Linked DNA regions of Mus musculus: region 2 is linked to region 1. Evidence: chromatin contacts called from public ChIA-PET data. All regions are on one chromosome and are shown on one strand. Each heading gives the region's core, a stretch centred on a gene start, on an enhancer-like site or on the middle of the called end of the contact. The rest is flanking DNA. Distances are from core to core; before and after follow the strand shown. Region 1 overlaps Adgrd1 (adhesion G protein-coupled receptor D1). Region 2 overlaps Sfswap (splicing factor SWAP).

The links. ChIA-PET counts read pairs in DNA pulled down with a chosen protein or histone mark.
Region 2: an RNA polymerase II ChIA-PET map of memory CD8 T cells shows a contact between it and region 1, with 13 read pairs. The contact joins two enhancer-like sites. A contact is called at or near these places in 4 of 484 Hi-C or Micro-C datasets (cortical neurons, palatal mesenchyme and pre-hematopoietic stem cells) and 3 of 115 datasets of contacts at active chromatin or transcription factors (bone marrow-derived macrophages, embryonic stem cells and memory CD8 T cells).

Annotation. Positions count from the first base shown.
Region 1 is chr5:129,173,271-129,179,729 of GRCm38.p6, reverse strand. Adgrd1 (adhesion G protein-coupled receptor D1) reads right to left here. Exons shown (of 25, transcript NM_001347486.1): 16 at 1,578-1,681; 17 at 450-561; 18 at 34-187. Among named protein-coding and RNA genes, the nearest start is that of Gm46923, 60 kb to the right of the region's middle. Within about 2 kb of position 1,644, at least 48 of the 459 cell types and tissues checked have an H3K27ac peak or open chromatin away from gene starts, as enhancers often do. A contact at or near this core is called in memory CD8 T cells, where this site is marked.
Region 2 is chr5:129,521,071-129,528,039 of GRCm38.p6, reverse strand. All of the region lies in intron 7 of Sfswap (splicing factor SWAP), which reads right to left. Among named protein-coding and RNA genes, the nearest start is that of Sfswap, 23 kb to the right of the region's middle. Within about 2 kb of position 3,094, at least 50 of the 459 cell types and tissues checked have an H3K27ac peak or open chromatin away from gene starts, as enhancers often do. A contact at or near this core is called in memory CD8 T cells, where this site is marked.

The DNA.
Region 1 (6,459 bases), core at 395-2,894:
ATCCTTGCCCTCTGCCCCTCCCCTACTACATACCCCAGCCTATCCCATAGTAGTAGAGGTGCTTGCTGTCCTCTGAGCCGAAGACCTTTATCACCATGCTGTAGAGATGTAGTCCCTCCACCAGCATCCAAGCAAAGGCGGTCAGGAAGAAGTAATGTAGGAGGACAGCCAGCACCTGGCACGGGACCTGGTAGCCAAGCAAAGGTGCAGGGTGAGACCACGGGGTACATGGGGGGGCCGTGCTGAGGCTTTGCTTACTCTTATTTATTCCCAGGACCTCATTTTATTCCTGGGGAGGCAAGGCTCAGTTTCTCAGGCCAGAGTTCTACAGCCCGTGTTGCTGCCACTCCCCACATGCCCACTGCTACTCCCCAGCCATGCCCACTGCCACTGCCACTGCCGTGACTCAAGAAGAGACAGCTGCCGGCCGAGGGTCAGCACCCACTCACCGTGCCAGGCTCCATGCTGAAGCTGATCAGCAGCAAGACCTGGGCTACCAGGACAGCGAAGGACAGGTTGGCGTGGATGTGGTAACGCTGGTTCCGAATGGTGCTGACAGAACTGAAGACAGAGAGGCGGGTGTAAGTCCCGGAGCTCAGCCTCGACATCCTACCCCCACTCGGGTCCCCTCTCTACTTCTCTTTGAGAAACCATGAGTATCTTCATAGCTCCTACCCCTGCCCATGCCATAGCTCCCTGCTTGGACCCTGGTTGTTCTGGGCTAGCCTCCTACTTCCTTTCATAGTTCCAGCCACTCTGCACAGCCTGAGCCCTTCCCGGAAGTTCAGTGGCTCCTCTAACCTCCCTGGGCCCTCTTCTGTTTCACCCTTTCCACTGTGAGGGATGGGGTGGGGGAGATGGAGGGAACTAATTGAAATTCTAAATTAGAACCTGCAGAAAATACACCCCATGACGTCATGGGCATCATCGAAATTGAGGGCAGCAGGAAGGGAGGGCGCCTCTTGGATACAGGAGGGTGGCTACAGGACCCGCCATTCTTTTATGGTCATTCCTGGCAGGGCTCTTCCTGGAGGCCTGGATGACTACCAATAGGGAGGGCTTTCTGGCCTCCCACCCTAAGATGCTCACCTCTGCACTGTCTCCTTGTGCGTGGCAGACTGCTCGAGAAGGCATTTATTTATTCTTTGGCTTTCTTGGTTATTGATGGGCCCCATCCAAAGGCATTTATGCATAACTTGGCCTCAAAACCAAGCACCATTGCTTGCTGATGAGGGTGCAGTCAAGGATGTATGTGCTAGCTCTCGCCTGGCTCAGATCCCACCGGAACTCAAGTGCCAAGGTGGGACTTTCCAGACCTTTCTGACATGTCTAAAACCTGCTGACCCTACCCTACAGGCCCTGCTATTTCCATTTTTTCTGCACCTCAGATATGAAAGTGAAAGTCACCGGAGAACAGTCACATAGTCACATCTGTACCCCTACTAGCTAGGACGCATGCCCCCGCCCCCCCAAAGGGTCTTCAGAGCCAGACAGAGGAATGGCCAGAGTGACAGGAAACACTTATATTTCCAGTAACTTTCTAGACTTCCTGGGGACACAAGGAGAGGGTGACTCACGACAGTACTGCGAAGGTGACCAGGGTGGCAGCCAGGCAGAGAACTGACAGAGAGCAGCCAACGTAACTGATGGACGACAGCGCCACCTGGTGTCCATGTGTGAGCTGCGGGAACAGAAGGAGATGTGGGAGGCTGGCCTTCCATCCATCCCATCCCCTGGCTGGGATGGTGCCAAAGTGGTTACACCCACAGTGCTGACCTTGTAATGCCAACCTCCAAGACTTGCCTCACAGAAAGAGGGCTACACCACACTGGAATTCAGGGTTGGCATTTCCCGTGCTCTGGGTTGCTCCGTTGTATCCGCTGTGTTCCCCACTTAAGCTACCTGGCCTGTATTACCACCATACTCCCAGCCATGTCTGAATGGGTGATCTAGGATGATCAGAGATATGTGCCTCCTCTGGCTATGAAATTCAGAGAGCAACAGTGAGGGGCTTGAGGTGGGTACCAGTGGATGCACAGACATAAGGCTAGGAAAACTACACACAGCATGCTGGGTGAGAGGATCACTTCCAGGTCTCTTGTCCTCAGTATCACTAACCCCCAAATTGACAGTCACTATATACTTGCCTTCACTGGCAGGCACACACCAGCCCTTGGGACCATCTCTTAAGTGGGCACCTATGTGGTCACCTGGACTGACATCTGTTGTGACAGACCATCTTCCATGCAATACAAGACATATGTAACAGACTATGCATCCCACTGGAGCCCAGCAGCCTGGGCTTGATGTTCTCATCCATGCCTCAGCATCTGGTACCTGGCCCTGTTCTGTTAAGGCTGGGTTTTTGGCTCTACCGGATGGTGTCCCAGCTCTGACGGAGGCTGAGCTTCCCCCTCATGCACTCTCTGGCCCTGGACAGAGCCTAGATACAGCCAGGCCTTGAGAGCCACCATGGTTCGCTGGGCGGCTCGAGGTTGGCGAGTATCCCTCATCTCAATCATTTGCTGACCACAGGCAGGAGCCTTACTGGGGCTGAGCCCAGGCTGTCAGCATTCTGTGTCCTATGGAAATGGATACACAATGCAGGTACAGGTGGGCATGAACATCCCAGCTACTGTGGAAGGATGGAGATGCCATGACCCCCTCACGGAGTTAATTAGACATCGAGACTAGGCCTTCTGCAGCTCAGGTCACCCCATGGGAGAGTCCGATAAGGAATCTGGGCCTCAGATACTTCCTACCAGGACCCAGGAGTCTCTCTGTCTCCCATCAGCCACCTGGCTTACCAGGGAAATGAGGTGCACAAGTCCTTCACAATGAATAAAATTCAGGACTTTTTCATCAAAAGCCAGGAGACTCCTCAAGGTTGATAGATTGACTAAGCTGCCAATCACAACAAGGAGCTACCTTCCTGGCTAAAGGACAGAGTCTAGTCCCTGGAGTCCTGGTGGGAACTGCCACCACATCAGGATGCAGCCACTCTCCTGAGAGATACCTGTAGCCCACAGAGACAAAAAATAGGCTCTTTCCCCATTATCTGTACTGGCTGTCAGGAACTAAGATTAACCTATGATACAAAGCCAGGCAAGGATGGAGGTAGGAAATCCAAGGACCAAAGACACAGGGCCAGGTGTGGTATAGATTCTCAGGACTGAGTCCTTCATGTCACACCAGATACCAGGAGATAAGGACCCCCTCCCTTTGCTGGCAGATCCTGACCCCAAAGTGCTGGGGGGCAGTGGTAACTGCTGGCAAAGTCCCCTTTATCCCCTAGCTCATCTCAGAGGCTTGAAAACAGCCAGATAGGCTTTGACATTGAACTTTTGTGGGTTTCAGGCCCAGCAGGGGGATTTAACTAACCTACAGCACTCAAAAGGAGAATTAAAGGGGTGTGTGGAATGGCTGGAGAGACAACTACCACTGAAGCAGGTCCCCACGGAGGTCAGAATCCTGAGGGGACACGTGAAAGGGGCTGGTCTGTATGCACCTAGTTGGAGCAATCTCCAAGATGCACCTACTCATTTGTAAGAAAGGAGCAATCTTCACCCTTTGTTCAGAGAACAAAGAGGTGCTTGCTGCAGGCTCAGAAGGCTTGTCGGTGGTGATGGAAACCACCAATGGAGAGGGAGGTGGCTCTGTGTGTGTGTGTGTGTGTGTGTGTGTGTGTGTGTGTGTGTGTGTGTGTGTGTATAATCTCTACAAAAATCCACAAAGAATTCCTCCACTATCTTATGCCTCTTCCATCTGGTTCTTGGACTCCTTTGGGGCTCCCTGCCCATAAGGAAACCAAAACTCAGACTATGGTACACTTCCACCTTCAAGCCTAGGCTGCCCATGCTGGCCAGTCCTTTGCTTCATTTTTTTGGGCACTGTCTCATCTAACCTGTCCCTGCACCTAGTCACCAAGCCTACCCCTTACCCCATGGAGCAAGACCCCCATTCTGAAGGCAGCCTCCTCCTCAAATAGGATCCCAGAGGAGACAGCTCCCCACCCCCAGCTTCAGAGCAGCTGATTCTTAATGAAGATTCTGGAATAAGACTGGTGGACCCCAGAGTAAGGACCTAGGGTGGGGCTCCCCAGACGTTACCTGGAAGCCTTTTATCTGCTCTGTCCCAGAGTCCCTCCTCTCTCCTCCCCTCCCTGACTTTCCTAGAAGCAGTTTACACTGTCCTTTCTGATGTGACTTCCTAGGCTCACATCCATGGCCCAAGTGGCCCAGGAGCCTCCCCAGAGCCTTAGGGAAAGATGTCTCATGGGAAGCAACCGACAAGAAGGCTGACACAGGGAGTGAATGAGACAATGGGAGACAGAAAGGGAGACAGGAATGAACACTTGAAGCGGGAGGCAACAGGGGAGAGAATAAGATAGGGATTAGGAAGATGAAGAGGAAAGAAAAGACTCTGCCCTGAGGTCTCTAGCAATGGCATCCAACATCTTCCTCAGCCATTCTCTCCTTTATTACTGAGGTAAGGTCTCTGGCTACAACCAGAGCCAATGGGGTTATCCTAGTTAGTCAGCTTGAACCAGGAATCCCCCAAGCCCATTCAGTTTTTCTGTGGGTGGCTAGGGACCCAGACTCTAGCCCCCACTTGCATGATAAATGCTTTATTAGCTGAGCCATCTCCGACGCTGATGTTTTAATGGAAGAGGTCCACACTTCCAGAGGGAGTGGCTAGGCCTGCTCCCCATCCTCCTGTCTCCACCCCAATCTGACGTGAGCCATCACAACCAGGGCATCCCTGAGGTCCTCATGCTCAAAGTTCATTCTGTGCCAGGTGTGGAGGGCGGGGGCTGGGGGGGGGTTCAAGGATGAAGGATGGTTCAGAAGCAGAACCATCAGCTGAGTACTTGGAGTTAGGAACTCAAGGCAGGGCGCTGAGCCTGGGTTCTCAGACTGAATGGTACCCACTCCATCTCCTTCTGATAACTGCCATGGGCCTCCAGGAGCTAGCAGCCCTGAGCTGGACTGCAGATGGCAGAGCTGAGGCTCAGCAGACCCACACAGCACACGGCAGGGAGGAACCCTAGTTGGGTGGAGGGGGTGAGTACTGCAGACCCACAGCCCAGGACAGGGATACAAGTATCTGCTGGACATTGCTTGGCATGCACAGACAGGCTGAATGTCCTGTAGAAAGAGCTTGCCTGTGCCCAGTCCTCACAGACCCCTCCAACCCTAGGAAACACCCATATGGTTTTGGCTATGCTGCACTCCTGCCCCCCCCACCCCCAAAGCAGCTCACACAGTGGTTCCACCAGTCTCATCACCCCTTGCTTTCATGCCTCCATACAGGTCACCTTCAGGGCCATATCCGACTGCCACTATCTTGAATCCAGACAAGAGATGGAAAGGGGTTCCACGACAGAACACCCAACACCGGCTTCAGGACCGAGTCTGTGCTGTCTTTCCCACCATGGCCAGATTTAGAAATACCAAAAAAAAAAAAAAAAAAAAAAAAAAAAAACCTGGCATTGGCTTCAGGACTGGATCCTCTGAGTCAGTGACCACAAACTCAGTGCCCCTGAAGTGCCTGGGAAAACTGCAGGAGGCCAGCTGAGGTTCCCACTCGGAGGAGCATGTGGGACCACTCTGCCCAGAGACCATTCGTTCCTCCTTCATCTGAGCCTGCTGGCCTAGTCAGGTCATCCTTCCCCCCATAGATGAGAATGAAAAGCACAAACTGAAGGTGAATGTCTACCAGTCTTGGTACAGGGAAGATGGCAAAGCAGGAATGAGCTAGGCCCACAACCTGTCTTCCTGCAGGGGCCGGGTCACCTCTGTTTCCTCCAATACTGTTCCTAGTCAAATTCAGCTCAGTGTGGCCGGGTCTTCTCCTTTTTAATTAAATTTAATTAACTTAATTTGTACATGGATGTGTACACATACATGTTGAGTGCATGTCTTTGCACATGTGTGAACATACATGAGAATGATGTCCGAAATCTTCCTCCATCTCCCCTCCTACCTTATTCATTGAGGCAGGGCCTGTTAATCAATCCTAGGGCTCTCCCATATGGCTAGTCTAGCTAGCCAGCTTGCTCTGGGGATTCCCAGCTCCATCTTCCAAGGCTGGAACTGCAGGTGGGCCACCGCACCCACACAACATTTATGTGTGTTTCTGGGAACCAAACTCTGGTCCATCATGCATGCAAGGCAAGCGCTTTAATCACTAAGCCATATCCCTAGCCCTGTTTGACTTTTTTTTTTTTTAAAGAAAAAAGAAAGAAAGGAAGAAATTGAGACTTTCAGATAAGGTATCTGAGCATAAAATTCTGATTAGATCACCAAGTCTTCCACATTTAAAATTCATAGACTTGAATGGGACCTGCTGAGTGGCCAAGGCCAGTCTCAGACCACATTCCTAGGGTCTCCTGGGACATCATCCTAGAGCATCCATCCTAGCATCCTGGGGTTCCCTGAAGCATCATCCTGACATCTC
Region 2 (6,969 bases), core at 1,845-4,344, 350 kb before region 1:
TTTTCCTGCTCTTTTCTAGCCTTGTGATGTCAGTGGCTGTACCCCAATGGCTTACAGATCTACTCCTTAGCACTGCAATGCTGTACTCAGTTTGTCAGTCTGCACTACTGTGACCAAAATCCCAGGCTTAAAGTCCACAGGGGAGGAATGAACTCATCCAGGCTCATGGTTTCAGAGCTGCTTAGTTCACACTATGGTGAACCAGAAAAAGGACTATGGAAAGAAGTCAGGACAAATGCCATGTCCTTCAAAGGCTCCATCTTCTCCTTTCCATCCTTCCCAATAATGCTGTCATAGCCATAGTCATCAAGAAACTAATTCCAGATTAGATCAAAGCCCTGACAACCTATTCAGCTGTGGAGACACAATCACACATCCACTGCTGTGTCCAACAGTGTCCTTCACTATCCCCTGCAGTCTCTCAGGAAACACTCGCCAGGCAGCCAGCAGTATGCTTTGCTCACCTCCTGCACTCTCACAGCACAACCAAACTGACGATCCAGGGCACGAGACCCAACACCAGCCACATCTCTCATTCCCATGTATCTAGCAATGTAGCTACTTCCACAAAGAGGCATAACAAAGCATAACTCAGGCAAACCTGTAGGTGACTGGCTGGGAAGGCTTGCTCTGAAGCACCACAGCCCAGCTTGCCAGAAGTGGTCATTTTTTATGACTATGTTTTGCCTGGACCAGTCCCAGGATGGTTATTACCATAGTAATCTCAGAGTCAATGAGCAACTCCACACCCTCTTTTCCCTGACAACAGACGCCTGTTGCTATCTGCATGCTGCAGCAGGTTCTATGAGGTGAGTGGCTCTCCCTTACCTCTGCGAGGCCCTGCTTCCTTCACACTAGAAATGTACACGAGGGGGAGGCCATGATGTCTTGAGCACTTCTGTTGGCACCAACAGTCACTGTCACTGCTGAGTCATTCCTTCTCAGGACAGCAAAGTTCACAGAGTGGATACTGTAAAGCTTTAGGGTCCCCAGAGGAGAACCCAAGTTTCTCTTTTCCATGCAGTCAGTTCAGGTCTTTAGATTCCTTGTTTCACCCTCTGAACTCAGGTACCTGACTCTCAGGAATTCCCTTCCTAGTCCAAAGCGGTCAGCACTTTCTGACACAGACTCTTCCACTGCAGAGGGTAAAAATAATGTCAGGTAGCCTCCAAACTCCCAAATAGAGGAATGTCTCTGTCCTCATCTCTGCAAGTGTGTAAGAAACCTGATAATTGGCTCACCACACTGATTCGAGGATGTCCCATCACAGCAGACAACTGCCATGGTCTGCTAAAATAGGGCACATACACCATGATATATCTGAGAAAATGAACATTACTTTCCACATTAGTTTATCTGCCCTGTTGAGGCTTCCAGACAACCCAGTGCCTTACAAATATCTCCATAGCCAGGGAGATGGTGGCTCTTTTTTTTTTTTTTTTTTTTCCGAGACAGGGTTTCTCTGTGTAGCCTTGGCTGTCCTGGAACTCACTCTGTAGACTAGGCTGGCCTCAAACTCAGAAATCCACCTGCCTCTGCCTCTCAAGTGCTGGGATTAAAGGCATGTGCCACCACGCCCGGCTGAGATGGCTCTCTTATGAAGTGCTTTCACACTAAACATGAGGACCTGTGTTCAAGTCCCAGAACCTAAAAAAAATGCATAGTGCAGTGGTAAATACTTATAAGCCCAGAGTTAGGAAAGTGGTACCAAGAGGACGGATCCCTGGGACTCTGGCCAGGCTGTCTAGCCTACTTGGTGAGCTCCAGGCTACTAGCAACATTGTCTTAAAGGGGGTGATTTTGTAGGCATTTCTAAAATCCTCTGGCCTTTACACAAAGGCATACACATATAGAACCACAGAATCACACACACACACACACACACACACACACACAATTTTTTTTAAAGTGTCTTTAAGAAAGACTAGCTTTGACATCAGCCTGAAAATGGGAACTGGAATGACTTCTGCAGTGAGCATGAAGGTCACATCTGGGCCACCAGATGCATCTACAGCGTCCAACATGTTTAAAAAATGTTTCTTTTCTTAGATTAGACTTTCTTTCTGAAAATCTTCTCTGAACTAAGTTAAAACTTACACAGTGCATGTGAGCCATCCATCCATCCATGTGGAAATCAGAAGTCAGCACATGTATGTATCGTCCTCAGCTGACATTCTCCTTAACTGCTTTCCACCTTACCGTCTGAGCCAGGGTTTCTTACAGGCCGCACTTTACTCCCTAGGCATAGCCGTCTCTCTGTTCCTGACGGTGGGTGTGAGGCGACTAGCTGCTTTAAGCTCTGGCCACTGAGCCTTCCTTTCTGTGATGGACTGTGATCTGCAATAGTGAATTGCACACATCCTATCCCTCTCCAGGTGTTTTTTTTCCAGGACATCTTATCACAACGACAGACAACTAGGCCAGAAGCTAAGTGAGTACAGATGATTGGGCACTGTCAGTCAATCAGGGGTCAGTGTGGACTGTCATCTGTTCTCTCACAGGCCCCGGGCCCCATTCATATATTTAAACAACTCAAGAGAAAAAAACAAAGAAGGAAAATAGTTATTTTACAATATGGAAAATGTGGTTCTCACATCCTGATGGCTACACAGTTTTTGTATTGTTTCTCTGATAGCATTTCATGTAGAATTTCTAATCCTCCTGCTTCTACCTCCTGGCTTATACCAAAATATTATTGTTCAAGTATCTTGTCTGTGGTGACATGTTTGGAAATGTGTACTCCTGACTTCTAAGAAGGTCTAGCCCTGACTCCACTGTACAGCTTAGAAAGAGGACTGAAACACAAACACAGAAGCAACGCAGCACGAACAGGATTGACCACAGAAGACAGAAATAATCACCTGATGCCAAAGAGAGGCAAGCCACAAGCAGAGAACAGGACACTCACAGGGAAAGGAGGCGCAGACCAACAGCCAGAAAGTGGTACTGAAAGCATCCGACTAATGGGACTGTGAGCTTCCTACTGAAGGCACACATGGGAAATGCAGACTGACTAAGCAACTGACACTGAAGGCAGAGGCATTGGCAGGTGCCCAAGTGCAAACAGCACATAGCTAGTGGGTAGGAAGACAATGCTGAAGCCTCTTCCTGAACACGGGGCGGAGTCACTATGCTGTAGGCGCATGTGGCTCAGCAGAGGCTGTGTTGCAGTGTATGTCAAAAGGCAGCCAACATGCTCAAACATGAAAGAATTTAAGAGAACAGCATGAGATCCAGCAGAAGAAAACCAGTCAACCAGTAACACCAGTACCTGCCAGCCCAGGGTCCTCTGTGGTGTCAAGAGTTACACTGGGCTCTGGTTCACAAGACTCCAAGGGACAGAAACTGTTATCTGAAAACCTCACACCCAGACCCGGACATGGTCTTCTTTTATATGAAGGCTGAAGGCTGGCTTTTTTTCTTTCCTTTGAAAAAAAGTCTCACTCTCTGTACGTGCCAGGCTGACTTTAAATGCAAGCGCTTCCTGCCTCTACTTCCTGAGTCCTCTGAGTCCAGGTAGCCTACCAGTTACCAGTGCTCATTTGTTTTACCTAAACCTCTGAAGAGCCCTTGAAAACACCTAGCTTATGAGACTCAAACTGTCTAAGAGATGAATCACATAAGCAACTCAACTGGAGATACTGTGCTGGAAAAAACAATCCAGTGAGCCACAGAACTGAGGCTAAGCAAGTGGGAATTACAGTTAGAGACAGAACACACACATTCCTCATATGCTCTCTCAACATGAAGCTAATAAATAGTCCTAACAAAAACTAGGAACAGGGCTAAGTAAAGGGAAAGTGAGCCCAGGGCCTGGAGATGTGCTATGCAAAGGCTGCCCCTGTGAGCTAGAAACCCTGGGAAGGAAATGACTTCACAGGGACTCATCCCCTCTCACAAAAAAGCATGCAACTTCACCTCCTGTCCTTACTGGGGCCGGGGCTGAACCCGAGGTCCTGAGCCTGCCGTGCAAGTGCTCCACCTCTAAGCTACATCCCCTACCTCTAGATCTCTACTCTGACCTAGAAAGAGACCTTCCAGGGCTGGCTTTCTGAGTGGTGAACAGCTACACCTAGAGTTTAGCTCTGAGTTTGGATCCCAGGGTCTGTGGTTGAGCCCCAGGAAAATCTTCCCACCATAACCCACACTGCTTAAGTTTTGCTGTGCAGCTACAGGCAGGTCATCCCTCTCCTCTGTGGTGAGGTAGTTCCACGGCCATGCCTTCCTTGCTTCTTCCTACCTTTCTAGACTAACAACTACACTGTCGACAAAAGACAATGCCACTATCACAGCCACCCAGCTGTGAAACACTGGCACAGGGACCAGTGAGCTGGCTGAGTGAGCAAAGAGGCTTGCTGCCAGGCCTGACAACTGAATTTGATTCCTGGGACCCACAGGGGCGGACAGAACTGACTGCTGCAGGGTACCCTTGGAACGCCCTGCATGTACTATGCTGTGATAACACACATAAAATAAAATTTAAAAATATGGTAACAAAATGTAAACTAGGATAGGCTCGGGAAGTGGCTTAGCAGGTAGAACTGCTTGTGCACAGGCCTGATGCACTGAGGTTGATTCTGAGAACACAGGCCAAGGTAGAAGGGAAGAAGTGACCCCACGAGATTATCCTCTGACCTTCTAGAAGAACACTGTGGCACACGTGTATCCCCACTCACATGCAATTGTGCATGCACACAGAAAGTTCAGTCACAAGGAACACTTTAGTTATTTATAGAACATTACAGAAAGCATTGTTGGCTCTGACAGTGGACAATATTTCAGCATTAATGCCTCTTGCATAATTTAATTATACTCTTCTATAAGGATTTATTGCAAAGTAGCCAAGTAATATAGAATAGGGCTTGAAAAATGGTTTACCATCAAGTTAAGAAATGAAAGAAATTGTTAATTTTATACATCTTCACTTAAAGAGCTTCTAGAAGAAATTTTATCACATAAAAAGTAAGATGTTCTTTTTCCCAGGCTGCCCAAATCTGGGGAAATTAGTGAGAAGCAAGCCCAGGAGCTGGGTGTGTCCTGAGCTCCTAAGTAGCACCAAAGGAAAGAAGAGCTGCTAGCTTTGCTAGCAGAGACCCGCAGGGCCATGTGCCTAGACACACAAATGTCCCAGCTGTGAAAACTCACTCAGCAGTGGAACCCTAGACATACCTGAACACTCAAGGGTGGCATGCAGCTCAGTGGTACAGTGTTTCTTCTAACATGTGTGAAGCCTTACGTTTCTCCCCAGCACCACCTAAGACCTGGTGTGACAGTGGATGTCTGCAATCCTAGCTTGTAGAGATGGAGACAGGAGAGCAGAAAGTTCAAGGTCATCCTTGGCTACAAGGCTGAGTTTGAGGAAAGCTGGGGTTACATGAGACCCTGCCTCAAAAAACAAACAAACAAACAAACAAACAAACAAACACCCAAGACAAAAATCTGCATGTCTGTTGGCAAGGACCTGTTCAAAGAGGCAAGTACACAAGCTAGCCCTCCACCTCAGCTTCTTTCTCCCAGTTCTCAATGACACTGTATATCTTCAGACACCTACACAGACGTCCCTTCCACCTCATGCTGGCCTTCTTCCCCAGCATCTCTACTTCCTCAGAAGCCACACACTCTATGGGCCCCCAACAGTGCAGATAGCTCTATTCAAGCTCCAGTGCTCAGGAGGCGGGCAGGGGGGCAAAATATTCATGTAGCTACTACTATGCTTCAGTAGCGAGAGGCACCTCAGCCTCTGGCTATCACTGAAGTCTAAGACTGGGTATCCTTGGCACTAACGGGACATGCTTTGGATGTGCATGTTTCAGTCTTACACCTAATGCCACTCACACTGCCTGCTTACCCCATAATCCCACTAATAAAGCCACTGCCCGTCAGCTTCCTCTTTGCTGCAGTGACATCTGTTTCTCCATTCAGGCCCTTTGGTTAAGATGCCCATTTCTGTGGCCTCCAACCCAACTCTGCCCTGTGGGGCCTCCCTAGGTAAGCCCTTGTGCAGCAGCTGGGGAACAGCTGAGCAAAACCTTTAAAATGACATACACTCATTTTCACCTCATTTATCTGAAGCGGCTCTGAGGGGATTGCCACTTATATCCCACCTATGAAACTTATTTGTACATTAAACATTTCCCCCATTTCCTTAATAGTTTCATTAAAAACAAAAATGCATTCGTAGACGTAATCAAGCGTTGACTATGGTTTAAAGTAGAAGGCCTTCCCTCCTGGCCCAGCCTCTCCTTAGGAGAACTCATCTGGCTCTCAGACTCAGAAGTCGGCTGGTGGGCAGCCACAGGCTCTTGCTGGCTGTTTTCCAGACACTGCTCTTGAGCCCTGGCTGTGCCCACTTTCCTCTGCACTTCCTGCTGCAGAGCCAGCCAGTGCTGGGCTGTCTGTGCTAAGCCTGTAGGCGCTCCCCGAGGGGCAGTGGTCCCGCCTGCAGGTAGCCTGTGCCATGGCTCACCAGGCAGAGGGGTCTCCACTTTGCAAGGTTGAGATTTTGCTTTTTACCACATTTTCTCTTAAACAATTTCTTTTCAGTTAAACTTACTATAATTATGTATCTGGTTAAATTTTATGCCAACACACAATTTAAATAAGAAGAGAATTGCTGTTTCTGTGAATTTAAAGTGGAATGCTTTGGAAAAATTGGATAAAAAGCCAAGTGCTTTAAAAAGCTACTGTGCAATTACAGGAGGAAAAGAAACTGTTGAGGCTCCAAATAACAAAATAAAAAGCCTACACTGCAGGGCTGGAGCATTGGGCGCCTGCTCCCCACGACAGAAACCCTGACTGGGAGGGGGATGAGGAAGGTGGGGGACATGCTTTGCTGGAGCCTAAGGAGCAGCTGTGGCCCAGAGTTGAAAGGGTGGAGAAGAGCACATTCGAGCTCTTCAAAAGAAAAGACGGTGGGCCAGTGAGACAGCGAAGGCGCTCGCCATCTCATCCCCCAGCCTGCCTGCCTAC